Linked DNA regions of Gossypium hirsutum: region 2 is linked to region 1. Evidence: chromatin contacts called from public Hi-C data. All regions are on one chromosome and are shown on one strand. The core of a region is the stretch at or near the end of the contact, and the rest is flanking DNA. Distances in the headings are between cores, read along the strand shown. Region 1 holds the start of LOC107915444 (protein Rf1, mitochondrial). Region 2 holds the start of LOC107914807 (protein maph-9).

Region 1 (5,828 bases), core at 1,457-3,956:
CGATCTTTCATGAGTTTGGAAACCAACTTAAGTCCTTTAGAAATCTTTTACTTAGTGAAACATGTATTATACTGATCATATTAAACTAAGGGTTTCTTAGTATTTATTTATGTGAGGTAACAGGGACTGGTTAGGTTTGAAACTGTTTAATCAAATAAACCTAAAAACCATGCAAGATAATAAAGCTCGTTAAAGTTATTATGAACCATCAATTTAGTCGAGTTAGGATATAAATTAAGCATGCACTTTTCAATTATTACGTCCACTAGCCGTCATCTGGTTAGGATCGCTCAACTAATTCTAATGCATCCAATCACATATGAATGAAATACATGCTTGAATTTAATTGAAAACATGATCGATTGAGGCACAAACATTTTAAACATGAATCAAACAATCTAGAGTGCGAAGAACAAAGTAATACATGAAAGGAAAAATAGTTTGGGGAGGGAGTTAGTGGACATAATAACCATATTTGTGCAGGAAAATGATGTTATGAGTAATAGAAGCCTTACCAAACATCTTTCTTTTTGAGTGGAAACCCCTAGAGAATGAAATCGTGCGCATCAATTTTGACGCAGTTTTTAACCATCGTCACTTCAGATCTGCTGTGGGGTTGGTGGTCAGAAATGATAGGGGGGAGGTTTTGGTCTTAAAGTCAGTGGTGGAGAATCGGATTGCCTCCTCTTTTGCCGCGGAAGCTTGCACATACGCTTATGCAGTTAGGTTAGGGTAACCATGTGTGTGGACGCAGTAGAAATCGAAGGAGATGCGTTAACAATTATAAAAAAATGTTTGGCTGATGTTGAAGACAAGCCAGAAATAAGAGCTTATATTAGAGAAAATACACCAGAATAAGGGTCGATTTAACACGATATGGTTTAAGCATATTGCTAGACGAGTAAATCTGACAATTCATATTATTGCCACATAGAGTTTAAAGAGAAAAGAGGAGTTTTACCTGGAATGGAGTGTGCCTTTTTACACTGTCGCTTTGCTAGGACTAGGAAGGCAGCGGGAACATGAACTCGATTGAGAATCTCAAAGGTCTTTCATATTATCGGAGAAGAAGATAAAGGATTTTGATGAAAAGTAGCTTCTTTTTTCCAATTTTGATGAAAAGTAGATTTGGGGAGTGGCGGGTGGCAGTTTCATTAAATTCGACTTGACAGGGGACTTTTAGTTTCCTTTTTCTGATTTCTTTTGTGTTTTCTTTTTGCCTGGTGGGTCTCGCTGCTGGGCTTCTGTTATTTGTTGAACTTTTTTGTTGGGCTCAAGTGTCTGGGTCCAATTCATTTTCAATAAAGTCCAACCCTATTATTAAAAAAAAAGTGGTCTCTCCGAGCCAAATATAGTTTTATCCTGACAGATTCAATTGCAACTGTACTGTGATGATATGGAGACAGTCGTGAAGACGAAGAGAATAACCTCAATGATTTTTGGTTTTATTCTTCCTAATTCTCTTCTTTTTCCTTTTTCTAAACTGCCCATACGTGTTTTCTTTCCAGTTGTTCTACTGCTTCTGATGAAAATGTCAAGATGGGTATGTCCAAACCCACCTCTCTCGAGAATTTAGTCATACATAAGTGTAAATCAAGATGCCTTGAGCTTGATGAAGCTCTGGGTTTTTTCAATTCCATGATTTCAATGAGACCCTTGCCCTCAATTTCGGCTTTTAATTATCTGCTTGGAGCAGTCTTCAAGATGGAACACTGCATTGTTTCCATGTGTAAACAGATTATGGGTTGTAGTGACTTCCAACCTAATATCTTTACAATGAACATTTGGATCCTTTGTTTGTGTAATTTGAAGAAGGTGGACTAGAGGTGCTCATGAGCCGAACGGCCCGGCCCGGCCCAATAGTCCACCCGAAATACGAGGGGTTCGGGTAAATATATAGGCCCGAAATATGAGTTTGGATAAAAAATGAGGCTCGTTTAGAAAACGGGCCGGGCCTCGGGTACTATTTTTTTGGCCTGGGCCCGGCCCGAATATATAATAAATATATATTTTTTAATTTTAAAATATTTTTAAAATAATGTTTTTTATTTTTTTATTTTTAAAATAAAATTTTGTGTTTATTAAAAAAATGGGCCAGACTGGGCCGGGCTCGGGCTTAGTAATATTTTTCGGGCCGGCTCTGGACAAAATTTCAGGCTCATATTTCAGGCTGGGCCCGAGCCTAGGACGCAGGCCGAAATTTTTTTATGGGCCCGACCTGAACTTAGCCCGGCCCACCCATGAGCACTCTAAGGTGGACTTAGGTTTCTCTATGTTGGCTATGATTGTAAAACTTGGTCTTCAACGTGACGATTATACCATGAATACTCTGCTTATTGGACTGAGCGATGAGGGTAAGATTAACAAGGCAATGGGAATGTTTAGGAAAATATTGGACAATGGATATCCGCATAATCACTACACTTTTAGTATTATTATGAGGAAGCTTTGCAGATCAGGGAATTCTCGTTTTGCTGTTCTTCTTCTGTTAAAGATGAATGGAAATGGAAGCTTTCAACCTGGTGCGGAATGCTATAGTGCAATTATTGATGGAATCTGTAAAGAGAATCGCATGGACAAGGCTTTGATTCTCTTTCGAGATATGTTAGATAGGTGAATTGAGCCCGATGTTGTTCATTCAATTCGTTGATTAATGGATTTTGCAGCGTTGGCCAGTGGGATGAGCAAAAGAATTATTAGTTGACATGGTTAACAAGAGGATTTCCCCTAATGTCTATACCTTAAATACTATAATTTCTGCTCTTTGCAAGGATGGGAAGATCCAAGAAGCAATATTTGTATTTGATTTAATGAGCCAAAGAGGCACAAGGCCTGATGTTATCACTTATACTATGCTAATTCATGCCTTATGCAAGTTTGGCGAATGGAGATTGGTCAGGAATTTCTTTGCAAACATGATTGCATCTGAAATTTTACCTTCCGTATTAACGTTCAATTCCATGATATATATTTTATGCAAGGAGGGGCAGTCATCAGAGGCAATTGAAATTCTGGAACTAATGACTCGTAAAGGCGTGAAACCAGATGTTGTGACCAATAATCCTCTTATTCAAGGACTTTGTCATTCTGGGCAATGGGAAGAAACAACAAGCTTGCTCAATAGAACGATGAATGAAGGAGTCCATCCTGATGTTGTGACTTTCAATTCTTTAATCAATGCTTTATGCAAGGAAAAGAGGACTTCAGAAGCCTTTACTGTGCTGGAATTAATGATACAGAGAAATGTAAAACCTAACGTTGTCACAAACAATTGTTCAATATATGAGTTTTGCAGTTCGGGCAAATGGACGGAAGCAACAACCGTGCTCAATAGAATGATGAATGCAGGAGTCCATCTTGATGTAGTAACTTTCAATTCTTTAATCAATGCCTTGTGCAAGGAAAAGAGGACTGAAGAAGCCATTACCATGTTGGAACTAATGAGTCAGAGAGGTGTAAAACCTGACATTGTCACCTACAATTGTTTAATACGTGGATTGTGCAATTCAGATAAATGTGAAGAAGCCACAAGCTTGTTTAGTAGGATGTTGAATGGAGGAGTCCAGCCTGATATGGAAACTTTAAGATCTTTAATCAATGCTTTGTACAAGGAAAACAAGAATGAAGAAGCCATTAGCATGTTGGAACTAATGAGTCAGAGAAATGTAATACCTGACATTGTCACCCACTGCTTTTTAATACTTGGATTGTGGAGTTTAGGTAGTTGTGCAGGAGTGGCTAGCTTGTTTAGTAGGATGTTGAATGGAGTCCAGCCTGATGTGGAAACCTTAAGCTCTTTAATCAATGCTTTGTGCAAAGAAAAAAAGATTGAAGAAGCCATTACCTTGTACAAATTAATGATTCAGAGAGATCTGAAACCAGACATCGTCACCTACAGTAGTTTAATACATGGATTATGCAATTCAGGACAATGTGGAGAAGCAACAAGCTTGCTTAGTAAGATGGTTGCTGAAGAAATTGTTCCTGATGTTGAAACTTTTAACATTTGTTGGATGCTATCAGCAAACAAGGAAAAATAAAAAAAACTCATGAAGTACTGAAGGTGATGGATCAAAAAGGCATGAAGCCGAATGAATTTACTTACAGGATAATAATTGAAGAGGTGTAAATGAATTTACTTACAGGGTAATGATCGAAGAGGTGTAAAGTCATTACCTTGTTTTGTGCCATAGAAAGGCTTTCCTTCACTCTGGTTGATTTTTGTTTTCTTGTGCTTGGTTTGTAGACAGCCTTTTTTTCCCTCCTCCTCCATAACACACTTTTCATCTGGCTTTGCTTGCTTGTAGTTGTCTGGTTTACTGCCATGATAATGCTTTTCTTCTCGTTTTGATTTAACAACATAAGGCTTTTCTTTTTCCTCACAGTTTTCTTCTTGTTTAGGCTTGTAAATGTCATAGTTCGGCATATCATCTTCATCGTCTGGCTTTGCTTGAGGGCTGTCTGCTGTTATTCCATCTAAACCATGCTTAGATGAATCATCACCATAACCAGGCTTCACTTTTCATACTGGCTTCTCTTTTTATGCCATAATCAGGCTTTGCTTGAGGGCTGTCACCCCGAATTCCATCAATGTTAGAAGTAAGGAGAATGCCAAGGAGAGGTGAGAGAGCCATGACTGTGGCACTATTAATTCTATCGCTCTGGAATGTTATGTAATAATTATTATTAGAAGGAAATATGAGTGGATGAAGAATACGGGATGACACCGTTGCGTTTTATATGGGATTGGTCAAACTTAATCTTAGTTTACTAATGGCTAAGACTGTAGTTCTGAAACAAAATAAACAATGATTCTGGGTTTAAAATTATATGAGGAGAGGCTGACTTGAAAATTTGTGGACAGACCTTAAGCATTGGTTATACTTCATTAGTGTTTTCCTCGTTGGTGAAATGTACATGACTCGAACACTAGTTTTTTTACCAGATTCTTTCACCAAAATGCAGTCTGATTGTTTCTTAGACTTTTAGTTCAGCATTACTTCTCAAAAGTGTTTTTGGGCCGAAAAGCACTTTTGAGAAAAAACTAAATTTTTTTGGTTTTGCTTTTGGTTAAAAAAGTGCTTTTGCAAAGCCTGTATTTTTACCCCAAAAGTATTTTTGAAAAGCTCAAAAGCATCTTGTGTAGCAATGTTTTTATCGCAAAAGTGCTTTTTGTCTCGAAAATACTTAGAAGCAATGCTAAACTAGCCCTTAATGAAGTCGAAATCAGTTCTACTATGCATATTATACAGTTGTGCTCTTGACAGAAACAATGCCATCTATATATGGCATTTTAGTGATCTTCTCTATACTTTTCTAAAGAGCTAGACAAGCTTTGGAAGGTATAGTAGTTGGAAATACATTGTTTGAGAACCTAAGTTCTAGTAAACTATGTTACTCGGACTCGTGTGCTACGGTTGGATACAGGTACGTGTCCAAAATGGTTGTGTTTAATTTTCTAAAGTTGGAGGATCCTCTGCTTTTCTGGCCATTGCTCAAGCCATGACTGATCAACCATGTGTACAGAAAAAGAAAGCTATTTCTCTTGTTAGTGAGTACCTATGACTTCCATTTGGAGCTCCATAGCAGGAAACTGGAATTGACCTCTTGAAAGCTATTTCTTGTTAGGTTTTAAGTGATGCATTAGGCTACTAATGAAAAGGAAAAGATCAAGGAAGCAACCTATCCACGTTCTCAAAAGTATTGTTCCTTAGAAAACTAAACAAAATCCTATAGCTGCAAATATCTGGCCAACAGAATAAAATGACAGCTAGCAAAAGGATACTACACTATCATTTTAGTCCTTAAAAACTTAGTTCTAAAAGGAG
Region 2 (5,828 bases), core at 2,266-4,765, 140 kb before region 1:
GCAGAAAATAATTGTAAACTCACAAAAGATCTCTGCATTAATGGTGGTTTAAGTTTCAGGGAGAAGAAACGGCAGAAAAAAAAGTCTAGAAATGAAATTGATTAAATAACTAGTTCAAAAACATCAGTTGCTGAAATTTTCTGATATGTTAGAGAACAGAAACGATGGCCAGAGCAAATCATATATTAATCATCACTCTATTCAATCACATTGCAGTATAAAAAGCTTCTCAAAGATAAAGCAGATATACCTAACCAAAAACTACAGAAAATAATGTAGAAAGTGATTCGAGTTCATGAGCAAGCTCATATCTTAGTTGGATCTTCCAAACTGCTAGTGGTTCTCTTCCTAATAATCCTTGGATTTCTTAGTTTAGGAGCCAGTTCACCAAACAAACTAAGAATGATAAATGCAAAAAAATCTGAGTAACTTCCCTTAAGTTGCAGGTAACTTGAACCATAATAAATTGAAATGAAGATGACTCAAATTGACCAATCAAATTAACACAAATTTGCCGTAATCATAGCAAGTTCAATTAGAAGAGTAGCAGAGAGAGGAAGCCACCTATTCCCCAGTGAACAAATTAGAAAAGATAAAGCCATGCAGCAAGAGAACACATTAATCTTCACAAATGCAGATGAAAATATTGCAAACAATCATAAATTTTAATAATCTTCTGTTAGCCTCTCTAAGATGCCAAATCCAAGAAATCAGAATTTCACTTCCTATGGCTTCCAAAAAGGAAAATGCCAATAATTGCCAAGCCATTAAGTTTTTGCACTGTCTAAATAAATGTTTAAATTCTATCTGAAAATTTTCCATCTAAAATCTGTGTCCCTACTCATCACGTACACTGCTTCTGTTATAGAAGTACCCAGTTAATTTCAAATAAATTGAAAAAAAAGGGGGGATGGAAATGACGAGACAAGATTACCTTTCATCATGCCAAAAGGAGTTTGCATCCAGCTCAGGCAGTACAAGTATGGCATTCATAATTCGTGCAGCAAGAACTGCATTACAGATCTAGAACACCAAAAGAAGCAAAATTAATATTTTATTTAAAATTTATAAACCACAGAAGCAATATCAACACAATCTTACTCTATTTTAAACTTTTAAGCCTTTTTACACTAAGAATCTAAAACAAAACATAACCATAAAAACTCAAGCTGGCTTGCACCTATTTGATTTCCATGGAAAAACAGAGTATGATAGAGTAGAATTTACAGCAAAAAGGTTAACACAAACCGCGCTGCGTTGTTGGTTCAGACCGCCATTGCAACGGACTCGAAGATAACCATTAGTTTCCCTTGGAGGAGCTGCCAGAATATAGCAATAAGAATTCTAAGGAACTTACATTTTTACATAAAATCAATTCAAACATAATTTTTTTTCTTTGGGAAAGTTATGAGTAGTTACAGGGCCAATCAGATCGTGGAGCAGATGAAGGCCTCCATCCACTAGACTTGGCACTTTCCCAAAGTTCTTCTGCATTGATCTGAATAAACATTTCAGAAAAAAGAATGATCAAAGGTTAGAGTGATTGACAATGATGACCAGCCACTAAAAGTGGAAAAGGGCGAGAATAAATCCTATTCACTGGTTTAGCTCCCACAGGTATATAGTACGAAATAATACAACAACCAGTCTCAAGCATCTGACTACAGAGGAACTGTTTTATTACGATTATCTCAAACCATTACCTATAAAGATAACAAAAACCTATCAACAAATATTGTTAAAGGAAGCGGAATCATGCATAAAAACACCTAAAGTCTCTGATAACTAGCTAATGATCCTCTTGGACTTAATCCGCATGATCCTAGCAAATTAGCATAAAACCAAACCAATGCAATAAATAAAACATTTCCACTTTGATGATTTTTCATGCAAGTAAATAGGTCAATTTATGAGGTACATTACAAACGCCAAATAAAGTACAGACCAAATGAGATGGTTTGCAGACGCATCAAACAAGAGATTCCCCTAAGGCTTCTATTGAGCGTGAGCATTACTATAGACTAACTCAGACAACAAACTAATAACATTTATGCCTTATTAAGTTTCAACAATCTGATAACAGAAGCAATCCGCAAATTCGCTTAATACTGAAAATTTAATCACGAAGCCAGGGATCAAAATCAAGACGATCAGATCCTAACTCTTTACAAGAACCACTAACCTCGGAAGGCTCTAGAGATCCGCGATTTCCGCCAATTGTAGCCGAAAACAAAAGCGAGAGCGTGCAGATCAAAAGCACCACAACGGCAATCGTTAGTTTGGTGTAAATTCCCTTTGCTCCTCCTCCTCCTCCTCCAGCTCCTTGCTTCCCATGCTGCCTATGCAGCCCCGACCTAAGCAACAAAATAGAAAGAAGAAGTTAAAAAATGGCAGTCTGGTTCAACGGAAAACCGAAAATTTTAACGGAAAAACGAATTAACTAGTTAGTTTGTAAACCTCCGCATAATTACGAAAGACAAAAAAAGCAATGTATTATTCCCAGATCTGATGTTTTTACAAATTTCCTTCTTTCTGGTTGTCGGTTTTACTTGGCGCGCTGTAAAACCTTGAAATTAGTCAATGTAATGGTTAAAATATGCTATAGCTCCCTGTCCTCTTTGTACATTTGTAATTTAGTCTTACTACTTTTATTTTAACTAATTTTATCCTTCTACTTTTTGGATCTAAAAGTACAAGTTCAATTATTAAAATTATCCTATTAAATTCAGACTTATTACAACGTTCTTTTTTGGTTATATGACTATCAAGTGAGTATTTTTTATTTTAAAATATCAAATCAACGAATTTAATAGAAGAATTTTAACGGTGTTAACAATTAAATCTATAAAAAAAAGTAAAGAACTAAACTCTTATAAATAAAAGTAAAAGGACTATATTTCAAATATACAAAGAGTACAAAGACTTAATACATATTTTAACTCAAAATAGATAAATAAATAAGAAATAAAGCATCCTTTAGCCCATGAACTTGTCAATTTTTCCTAACTTAGTTCCTTAATTTTGTTTTTTCACGTTAATCTTGAAGCTTGACAAAATTGGAAAAAATTTTCAAGTTCAAAGAATAAATGGTGCCTTCTCCCAAAAAATTAAAAATAAAAAAAAAGTTGAATTCTAAATTTCATCTCTCTATGTTAAGAAAGTTGAGAAATTAATCATTATCCTTTAATTTGTCAAAATTTAATCTGTATTTTATGAAAACTGAGAAATTAATCTAAATACATAAATTTGAAGAGTTTAATTTTGCCATTCAAATTGCAAAACTATTACTAACTCTTTACAAATAAAATTAATGAACAGTTAAATTTCAAGTCATCCATCTATCATGATATTATCTAGTTTGATCAACTTCTTAATTTTTGTAAAACCAAATTCCGACAAATTAAAACAGAGGAATAATTTCAAAGTTTCTGTAAAAAAAGTATGAAATTAGAATTAAACCTTAAAAAATTAGAAAATAATAATAATGAGTGAAAACTGGGGTGTAATTTGGAGAAGGGAAATGAACGATGGGATTAGGCGGTTGTGTTGGGTAATTGGAACTGTTTCTTGGACTGGGCCTCCATTAATGGCAGAGTAGCCCATGCCCAACACAAACAAAACCCTCCTCTTTCTCCACCAGCAGCGGAGTAGCTTCGAAGAACACAGCAATGGCGAACTCTTTCAGGACCCTCTCCAAAACCCTCACCCGCTCATTCTCCACCAAATCATCCCACCACAACCACCACCAGAAAACCCACAAATATTTAGATCCCAACTCCTTCTTGGGCAGCTGGAAGACCCCCAACGACCCCAAAGAGGCCGAGAAGAAACTCGCCCTGTTGCGACGAGACTACGCCAAGCAAGTAAAAAATGTACGCAAGGAGTACATCCACGAGATGGAGTTGTTGCGTCTTGAGAAGCTCAGAAAAGAAGAGGCTAGGAAAGAGGCTATACGAGTTGCTAATGAGGAGCGTAAAAGGCTTAAGGCTGAGGCTGCTAAGGTTAGAGCTCAAGAGCGTATGGTTGCTGAAGAAGAGTTTCGACAAACCCTGGTAATCTTTTACCTCTCATACTTTGTTTCTTGAATTTTATGATGATTTTCAGTTATAAAATTAAGAAAATTGGAAATTGGGATTTGTAGGTTTGTTTAAGTGAAACACCAAATTCAAAACCCTAATTTCCTTTGCCTATCTTTCGATTATGTTAGTTTATATATAAAATAAAGTTAATGTTCAGTTAAGAAATTAAATTTTATTGTTACCTTTATTCGTTAGTTTTAAGTTGAGTAGGAGAATCTCCCAAGCCTATCCTTTTGTTCCATTGAATCGACGAACTAAATTATACTGGCATTTACACTTTGACTGTATGGATATCCTATATCATAATAGTTGTTATTCCCTTGAATGCCTTGGTGGATATGGTTGATTCTCATTCTACCATGGCTAGGTGATATGGTAATTACGGTTGATCTCGGTCAACATGATGATGTTTGAGGATAATACTTCTGCTTACTACTAACATTATTGAGTTTGAAGTTGAGCATGGGAATTGAGCCGATCTCAAGCAGCTTGATTTTTTTTTAATCTTATTGATTTTTGTATCAAGCTCAAGTTTCTTTCAGGCTTGAGCTCAACTCGGCCTGGTTAAGCCCCTAGCCTTACCTTATGTCTATGGCCTTATTTCTACTTCTCAATTTGAAAATGAAGTTACTTGATCCTTCAATTCTTGGTCTTTATCATATGGTCAAGGTTCTATTTCCATGAATGCAGTTGAAAGAAAGAGCAGAAAAGCTTGAAAATTGGAGAATGAAACGAACGCTACATGAGAATAAGAAGAAAGAGGCGAAAGATCTAGTGCGTAGAAGAAGTTCCATGTGGATTGAAGAACAGGAATTGGAGAGTAAGATCTTTAGTGCCATTGTTTTTTAACTGGTTTTTCCTTTAAATTCGAAGAACATAAAATAAGGATTTTATGTGAATCTAGTGACTAATGGAAATGTTTGTGTACTGTTTGTTTTTCTCTGTTAAAACCCTGCATCAATGTGGTTTGTTGGTAATAGCTTCATTGAAGATTTATAGCAAGTTTTGGACTATTATTCAAGCATGCATATATGTACTTTATTGGCTGAATGCTATTCAACTGTTCAAGTGAATCAGCTTGTCTCTCACTTTTGCCTTTATTGCCTTTATCCTACTCTTTTCTTCTACAAACAGACCACACTGTTGGTCTCTAAACCTTCTGAGCTAACAATGTAGTCCGCTGGTTGCTTTAACCCTTTTTCAAGCTATGCTTTTGGAACTTGAGATGAGTGTTGGATACATGCTTGATACAGCTATGCTCAACTTCTTTAAGCTTTTCTATATATGTATATACATATATTGGAACTTTATATACAATCAATCTGGGCAAGTATGTTATGGAATGTGTAAGAGACTTGAAGACTCTATACAAGGCCTGTTAAATATGAGCCTGCCTGACAGAGTTTGCAGAAATGATGATGCTTCGGTCGATTAGCTTTTTGAGTTCTGCAAACAAAATGTTATGTAAGTTGGATCTTATAGAGCTTGAAAACCAATTTCCCTCTGACAATGAAGAAGAAAGTCCGATTAATGCGGTTCTTTGGTCTTCTGTGTCTCCTACTGAACAGTGCCTTAAAGAAAATCAGTATCCCCCAAGGATATCAACAGGAGAAACTAACAAAGACCATTGTTCTCAATCTAATCTCCCATGTACCATCAACTCATACAATAGCCCTAATGGGGTTCGAAGTTTAAAGCCTAAAAAACATATTGATCTGAAGCTTTGAAACTGGTACAAATGGAAAATTC

The links. Hi-C and Micro-C count contacts between places; a contact is called where the count stands out from the background.
Region 2: a Hi-C map of leaf shows a contact between it and region 1, with 1.9 times the contacts expected there. The contact joins the promoter of LOC107914807 here to the promoter of LOC107915444 in region 1. A contact is called at or near these places in 10 of 34 Hi-C or Micro-C datasets (callus, hypocotyl and leaf).

What each region holds. Positions count from the first base shown.
Region 1 is chrD10:27,956,413-27,962,240 of Gossypium_hirsutum_v2.1, reverse strand. It overlaps LOC107915444 (protein Rf1, mitochondrial), which reads left to right and starts at 2,706. Exons shown (of 1, transcript XM_016844605.2): 1 at 2,706-4,040. The coding sequence starts at 2,706. The coding sequence ends at 4,040. It overlaps LOC107914799 (a long non-coding RNA gene), which reads right to left and starts at 1,181. Exons shown (of 4, transcript XR_005919301.1): 1 at 962-1,181; 2 at 516-799.
Region 2 is chrD10:28,097,543-28,103,370 of Gossypium_hirsutum_v2.1, reverse strand. LOC107914807 (protein maph-9) reads left to right here and starts at 3,515. Exons shown (of 2, transcript XM_016843838.2): 1 at 3,515-4,052; 2 at 4,770-5,152. The coding sequence starts at 3,669. The coding sequence ends at 4,928. LOC107914808 (O-fucosyltransferase 1) reads right to left here and starts at 2,541. Exons shown (of 10, transcript XM_016843839.2): 1 at 2,458-2,541; 2 at 2,183-2,354; 3 at 1,420-1,498; 4 at 1,249-1,319; 5 at 935-1,023. The coding sequence starts at 2,465.